2 separate regions of the Mus musculus genome follow, and region 1 is linked to region 2. A link is a contact called in public Hi-C data. All regions are on one chromosome and are shown on one strand. The core of a region is the stretch at or near the end of the contact, and the rest is flanking DNA. Distances in the headings are between cores, read along the strand shown.

Region 1 (3,564 bases), core at 555-3,054, 170 kb before region 2:
GGACAGATGAAAAACAGATTAAGCAATATTGGCTGCATTCTGCTCTTAATATATTAATGACACTAAATACCAATATCGGAAGAGCATGAACCTAATAAATTCTAGAGCAGAGATTTGAATTATTCTCTTTTGTCTAAATCTTCGAAGTTCATGTTTTTGTGATATGTTGTTGGAAGCATTCTTTTATAACTGCAAACACGATTTAGGTTCTTCCACTGAGACACACGCACTCAGAACCATTAGGAGAAAGGGAAGCAACACCAAAGCCTTAATTGTGACAGTTACAGATTAGGTATAGTACAGGTAGACTAAGAATGGAGGCTCCAGCTCTCTGCATTGTGGTGATGTGATCTTGTGTGGGTCTCTCAATCTTCGTGAGCCAGCGTCTGATACAATCCCAAGGACAGTGGGAACAGAAATGTCAATCGGTTCTGAAGCCCTGTGAGGATGTGAATAACCACACTGGGATCACTTGTCAGTAGGCAGGTCAACTTTACTTAGGGTGACTGAAGGCTTATACAGTTTTGGGGGACTGAGGGTAGGGACATCCAGGATGGGCAAAGGTCAGGGGCTGGGGACTTGGCACATCTCATTAGCATGAGGGAAGCACTTCAAGAATATCAGGTGCTGTCAGCTTAAGGAAATTGATCCTGTACACTAGTTGAGGACACATGACATTCCTCAGGTAGAGGCAAATGTGAGGGCTTAGAATACCCCAGACAAGGCCTGAGAAGGGACTCCCCCATTACACGGCAAGCCCCAGAAGGCTATTTGATCAATGATAATCTTTGACCTTTATTGGTAGAGTTTTCCCACAATCTTGGCACCCAAATGAGGCACCTTGCCTGGTTGTTGGAGAGATGTCTTCTGGACAGGTGGATTCTACGCTGAGATGCTGGGAGTGTTCCCATGGTCCGTCGTCTCCTCATGCAGTACTTGACACGTGGATTTCCGACTCCCTACACCCTACTGCTTAAACAACTTGACTGGTTCTTGTGGCCTGTTTCTGAATCCTGTCTAAAACAAGCATACAGAAGGGTCAAGCATATATAATCAAAGGGAAAGAACCAGCCAACTGCCCAGTGCAACGCGCCATCATGAAGAACACGGGGCAAGGGTTTTGTACTGCTGAATTTTCTCTAATGCTCACAGCTGTGTTTGTTTATTCCTTATAAAGCTAGTCAACACCATCTGTTCAAGGGCTGTGAGGACATTCAACTCAGTTTCAGCACGCAGTGCAAGGAGCAGAAGCCCCTTAGAGATCTTGCCGAACACACTCATTTCATAGATTAGGGGACTCTTAGGAAAATGAATCAAATTGTTTCAAAGTCACACATCCAAAACAGTTGCAGAAAGAGAAGGCACGCCCAAGCCTAATGACTCCCGAGCCAGATCGACTTCCACTGACATCAGCTGAAATCCACACTGGACACAAACTGCTCATTCCCAAGTGCCCGAGTGTGATGCAGCCACAGCCAGAGTCCTACACATCCTTCTGTCTTCGTTTTATTCTTATCTCCTCTCCTCGTCACTTAACAGCGAAGCTCAATTCCAAAGACACTTTCCCTAAAAATAACTAAAAGACACGCTGGAAGAAATTAGCATAATGTATTTTTTTAAATCTATAATTTACAGCGTAATCTAAAAATGTGCGACAAAGTAATTCTTGTGCTGAGAAAACTCTCCTGGGATGTTTGGTTCCATTTAAAAGCATCTCGGTATTGGGGTTGAGGGAGCAGCAGCCTGTGGCACTCTTCCACCAGGGCAAAATGTTATTCCAGTGACTCACAGCAAGAGGCCTGACAAACACTCTGAGTCGGTATAGAGGTTCTTGCCATCAGAATAAAATGAGAGTTGCAGTGGGTGGTCCCAGTCTAGCCTTCTGCTTCTGTCCTGGCTCAGGTGGTTGCCCTGGAAACCGTGGGGTTGCAAACAAATATATTTGTAACTTTTAAAGACAGCCTGCACAGGAAAGTCTGATTTGGATTTGCCACTGGTTTTTCTGAAGGCTCTCTTCCTTGGAGAGGGCGTGCCCCTTGTGCTACCTTGAAAGCTGGTTCCGTCCAGCATCTTTGGCAAGGTCCAGTTGGCTGGCCAGCCAGAGTTTGGCAGACGGGGAAAGGGGCTCTGCCGATCATTATTTAGCTTTGGCTCTTCACACAGATGGTTCTGATCTTCTCCTCCCCCACCTAAGAATTTTTCTAAAATGACACCCAAGTTTTTCTTGGCAGAAGTTATCATTCCTGGCAAACAGTTCACTGCGGCTCTAATTATGATGACAGCTTTAATGGAGAAGATAATCATATTAAATGGTTCTTATTCCATTCCGTGGGATGAATTAGTGACTGCCATGAGATGTGTTCAACAGCCAAAAGTAAAGAGAAAGGGTAAGTGCCCGTAGGACAAGTTACGATTTTAAGGTTTCCAAAAGTAAGGAGGAGACGGACAGAACAGCATCCGAGTGGTGCTGGATTTAAGGGCTTCTACCTCATCCACCGATCAGGAAACCCCACTCTCCTTGTGACTCTTTGAGAGCTAACATGATTCTGTCACTTGTAAACATAGGAAGATTTCTTCTCAGTAGGGGTAGACTGTACCCCCAGAAGGTAAGAAGGATCAAGATCTTGTGGCAGACAAAGTCAAGTAAGGGTTGATGGCCATTGAGCAGAATGGCCAAAAGGGGACACTGGACTGAGAACACTCTTTCTAAATTGATATGTTAGCTTTGCTGCTGAACACAGGCCTCGTAGCAAAGGAAAGGGTTTAAAGAGTTAATCATATATCAAGGGTATTTGGGTGTCAAACGTCTTAATACATTGAAGGATGCTTACTAAAATTGGGCTAGGCAAGCCCAAGACAAGCTAAAGACAAATGAGCCAGAGTAAAGACTCAGTGGAGAAAGGGAGTCAGAGGATCCAGTTGTGGTTTGAATCTAGAATGTTCCCCATAGTTTCATGTTTGACTACTCAGTCTCCAGTTTGTGGTACTAATTTCAAAGCTATGGGAAACTTGAGTTGGGGCCTGGCTGGCAAAAGAAAAGACTGTCTTTGGAAGCTGTACCTGTTTCTGGTCCCAATCCCCAGCTCTTTGCCACGGTTTGCCAGGATGGAGGAACAGGGCCACCTGTTCCCACTGCTGTGAGCTGTGGTGTTCCCTCCCCTCTGTCATGAACTAGATTCCTCTGAAACCATGAGCCAAAGTTCCCTTGGGTCATTGCTGTTGGGTAATTTGGTCAGAGAAGTCAAAGTAACTAATGTAGATGCCAGGAGAAAACACTTCCTGACACAGGATGGGCTAGGACCTTCTGAAAAAGATTCTAATAGCATAAAAAAAGCAACACTAAGAGTTGACAAGTGGGTTCCCGTGAAACTAAAAGGCTTCTACAAAGCAAAGGAAACAATGTAAAGACGAGGCAGCTACCCAGTGAGTGCCAGATTCACATCTGACACGTTAGTATATGAAATCCAAAAAGAACTTCAAAGCTTAAATACCACAAATAATCTAATCAGTACATGAATAACTGAAAAGCTGGGCAGGTTGCCAAAAGGTACCTGGAAAAATGGT
Region 2 (3,537 bases), core at 808-3,307:
AGTATGTTTACAACGTGTTTCATATTGTGATGTATTCACCATTTCACAGCCCTTTCCTATATGGGCATCTACATCATATAATTACAAAATAGCTTTTGTTTTATCTTAAGGAAAAGAATGAAACAAAGTAACTTCATACATAGTTATGAGTCTAGAATATTTGTAGATCATCTGGTAGTTATAGGTGAAGAAAAAGAGATCTTTTCAAAGATACAGGAGTGGGAAATAAAAGCACTGTACAAAATAAAAAAAGACCCTTGATAAAAGTCATGGGTATCTGTGTGTGGATGAGTGTGTATTCAAACAGACATCTCATCCTCCACTGGATGATATTGTGTTCTTCTGCGGATTCTTATGAATTCCTAATTGTACTCTTTTTATTGTGATAGAAGTCCACATAACACAAGATCTACTGGTTTAACAAGTTTTGTGTGCAGTATAGTATTATTGGGTACAATGGTTGCACAGCAGATCTTTAGAACCTTGCCGTCTTGCAAGGCTGATTGTGGTAGTCATTGGACAGTAGCTCTGAAACACACCTTCTACCCAGTTCCTGACAAATGCCATTTTACTTGCTGCTACTGTTGAGTTTTGCTACTTCCAAAACAAATTCTGGAATTTGTTATCGGTAACTGCCTTGTTTTACTTAACATAGCAACCTCCAGGTCCTCCAGTGTTGGCAATTGCAGGGTTCCTCTGTTTTTCTAACCTGAGTAATACTCCATTGTACTATATACATCACATTTTCCATATCTATTCACCATCCGTTCATCATTCAGATAGGTTGTTTTCACATCTTGGCTTTGTGCTAATGTTACAGTGGATGTGGAAGTGTGGTTTTATTTCTTTGATATTATGAGATCATTCATTTTGGGCAGCTGTCTAGACAGATTTGTTAGAGCATATGTTTGCTCTATATTTGGTTTTGGTGTGTGTTGTATGTATATAGTGTTCATGTAGGTGTGGGTATACTTATCTGTAGGCTAGAGGGAGATACTGCTGTCCTATTCTAGTACTCTCTGCCTTATTCCACACTAGCAATCCCTGAAATCTAAGCTCTCAACAATTTGGAAGTTACATATGTGTGTGACTACCTTTCCTGTTTACTTGTCTGGTGGGGATTTGACCTCAGGTCTCATGATTGTACAGTCAGTATTATTACACAGGGCTAGCTTCCCATTCTTGGTTGTTTTAATTTTAATTGTTTTGAGGAACCTTTGTAGTATTTTCCATAAAGGCAGTACCATTATGCTTCTGTCAGTAGTACAGAAGGATTTTTAAAGATGCATTTTTTGCTAGGCATAGAGGCACATGCCTTTAATCTCAGCTTGGGAGATAGAGGCAGGTGGATCTCTGAGAGTTTGAGGTCAGAGTGATCTACACAGAGAGTTCCTGAACAGTCTTTTTTGAAAGAGTTCCTGTTTCAAAAAAGATAAATATTTATCTATGTGTATGCACACATGTGCACACACACAAATGGGTTTGAATGCCTGCAAAGGCCAGAAAAGAAAATTAAATCCTCTGGAGGTGGAATTGCAGATGGTTTTGTACTGCCTGCTAAATGTGGGTACTTGGAATTGAATTCTGGTCCTCTGCAAGAGTAGCAAGTACTTCTAACTACCTCTAACCTGTAGAAGGATTTTACTTTATCCTCATGCCACTAACAGTTTATTATTATTTTTTTGTTTATATGTGTGCCATGCTTCTGGCCATGTGTGCAGGTGTGGATTCCAGAAACAGGGTACAGTATCTTCTGACTTGTCTCTTCACTGACCTGGAGGTGGTCAGCCAGTAGTGAGCTCTAAAGACCCATATCTCTCTGCCTGCTATGCTGGAATTATAGACACTGAAATGACTTTATCAATTTCAATGTTCCTTCCCTCCTTTCATATTCATCTCATGAATATGAAAGACAGCATTTATAAAATGTCATAAAGGTGTTTGTGCAAATCCATACTTTTTTCTGTTATTTTACTTCAGCCTGAAAACCTTCTAGTAGTAGTTTAGATTTGTGGTCTGTGAGTCCAGGACTATGGTTGTTTTTCATCCTGTTCTTGCATGATGTCATTTCATTGTCTTCTGGCACTCGCTGCTTCTCATGAGAAGTTGGTATTTCCTTGAATCATTTTCCTTTTATGAAATACTTTTTTCTGCCTGTAGTAACATTTTCCTCTTTGCATTTTGATTGCCATAGGCATGGGTATAGTTAGTTTATAATTCTGCACAGAGATTGCTGAACTTGCTGGGTTTGTAAGTTGATCTTTTTCATTGATTTGGAGAAAAGCCTACCAGCTCCACCCCAACTCTTCAGCTGATCTACTTTGGTGTGTTTAGACCTGTTAGTATTACCTAGCTTAAATTTCTGCATTTCTCCTTTAATTTTATTTATGTTCCGTTTATATATTTTTATATATACCACTTATTTGCTGTTCTACTCATTATTAAGCTTTTCCAGTGCATATTTCTTTCAAATAACATGTTACTATATTCCTGAATTCCATTTTAGGTAATTCTTCCTGCAAAAATGTGTCCATTTATTGTTACTATTTTTTCCCTAAAAAGTGTTTGAACAATTACAATAGCTGCTTTAAAATTCCATTCTGCTTATTCAGACAGTGGTGTGGGTCACTTCTTTCCTAGACTCATATTACATTCTCATTTCTCTACATAGCTAGCAAGTTTTTTCATACAATTTTTGAAAATGTAGATGAAAATTTGTTGAAATTTTTATTTTTGTTAATTTCTGTAGTTCTGTTTTGCTCTGGAAAGTAGTTACCTTTATTGGTTGGCTTTCTTAAGACTGAACCTTACGCTTTATCAGAACAGTTCTGTGACAGCCCAAATTATGTCCCAAGCCCCTTAATTAGCATCTCTGTGGTTCCTAGTAGCTGAAATCTGTGCTAGACGAATTTAGTATTTCAGCTTGTACTTACTTTCCTTTGGGTTCCTTAGTATGTTTCCCGTGCTTCATTCTTCAGAGATTAGCCAAAGATTTGGGGAAGAGATAATGTAAGTTTTTGGACCTTCTGTTTAATTTGTACTTTTTATTGACCTCAATTGTTAATCATATTGTATTCTCCAATTCTCTTTTCTTTTTCAGTAAGCCAGTGTAATACAAAAAATTAATGTCCTCAGTGGACAGACCTGTAGATTAGGATCTTATCCAGTAACTGACTTTGCTTTTTGTTTTTGGCCTCTTCCCCCCACTCCATCCCCCATTTATAAGATCTCTTCCAGTTTTTTTTTTAATTCTTTTTATTAGTTTTTTGGGCCTGATTATTTATAATACTTATTTTCAAAGAAATTGCTCAAATATTTGTCTGCTATTATCTAAAAGAACCATGGTTCTTTTTTTTTTTTTTTTAAATAGTACTTTGGTAACTTCTTGCTGTTCAGTTTTTGTGATGTGATCAATTCTCCTCTACTCTGATTTAATTTATGCCTCAGTATATCTTTCTAATGGGTCTCTTAGTTTCATGGATTTGCAGATCGATGACTTCTGCTATCAGTACCTAAGACGATGCTAAATAAGCTGAT

The links. A called contact is a pair of places that touch in the nucleus more often than the background predicts.
Region 1: a Hi-C map of embryonic fibroblasts shows a contact between it and region 2, with 2.3 times the contacts expected there. The contact joins two enhancer-like sites. A contact is called at or near these places in 2 of 39 promoter capture datasets (3T3-L1-derived adipocytes and cranial neural crest), 4 of 484 Hi-C or Micro-C datasets (cerebral cortex, embryonic fibroblasts, nephron progenitors and 1 more), 2 of 115 datasets of contacts at active chromatin or transcription factors (acute myeloid leukemia and fibro-adipogenic progenitors) and 1 of 9 other capture datasets (embryonic stem cells).

What each region holds. Positions count from the first base shown.
Region 1 is chr9:72,195,486-72,199,049 of GRCm38.p6, reverse strand. No RefSeq gene overlaps it. Among named protein-coding and RNA genes, the nearest start is that of Gm27188, 56 kb to the left of the region's middle. Within about 2 kb of position 1,804, at least 84 of the 459 cell types and tissues checked have an H3K27ac peak or open chromatin away from gene starts, as enhancers often do. A contact at or near this core is called in embryonic fibroblasts, where this site is marked.
Region 2 is chr9:72,028,336-72,031,872 of GRCm38.p6, reverse strand. All of the region lies in intron 3 of Tcf12 (transcription factor 12), which reads left to right. Among named protein-coding and RNA genes, the nearest start is that of Tcf12, 82 kb to the left of the region's middle. Within about 2 kb of position 2,057, at least 14 of the 459 cell types and tissues checked have an H3K27ac peak or open chromatin away from gene starts, as enhancers often do. A contact at or near this core is called in embryonic fibroblasts, where this site is marked.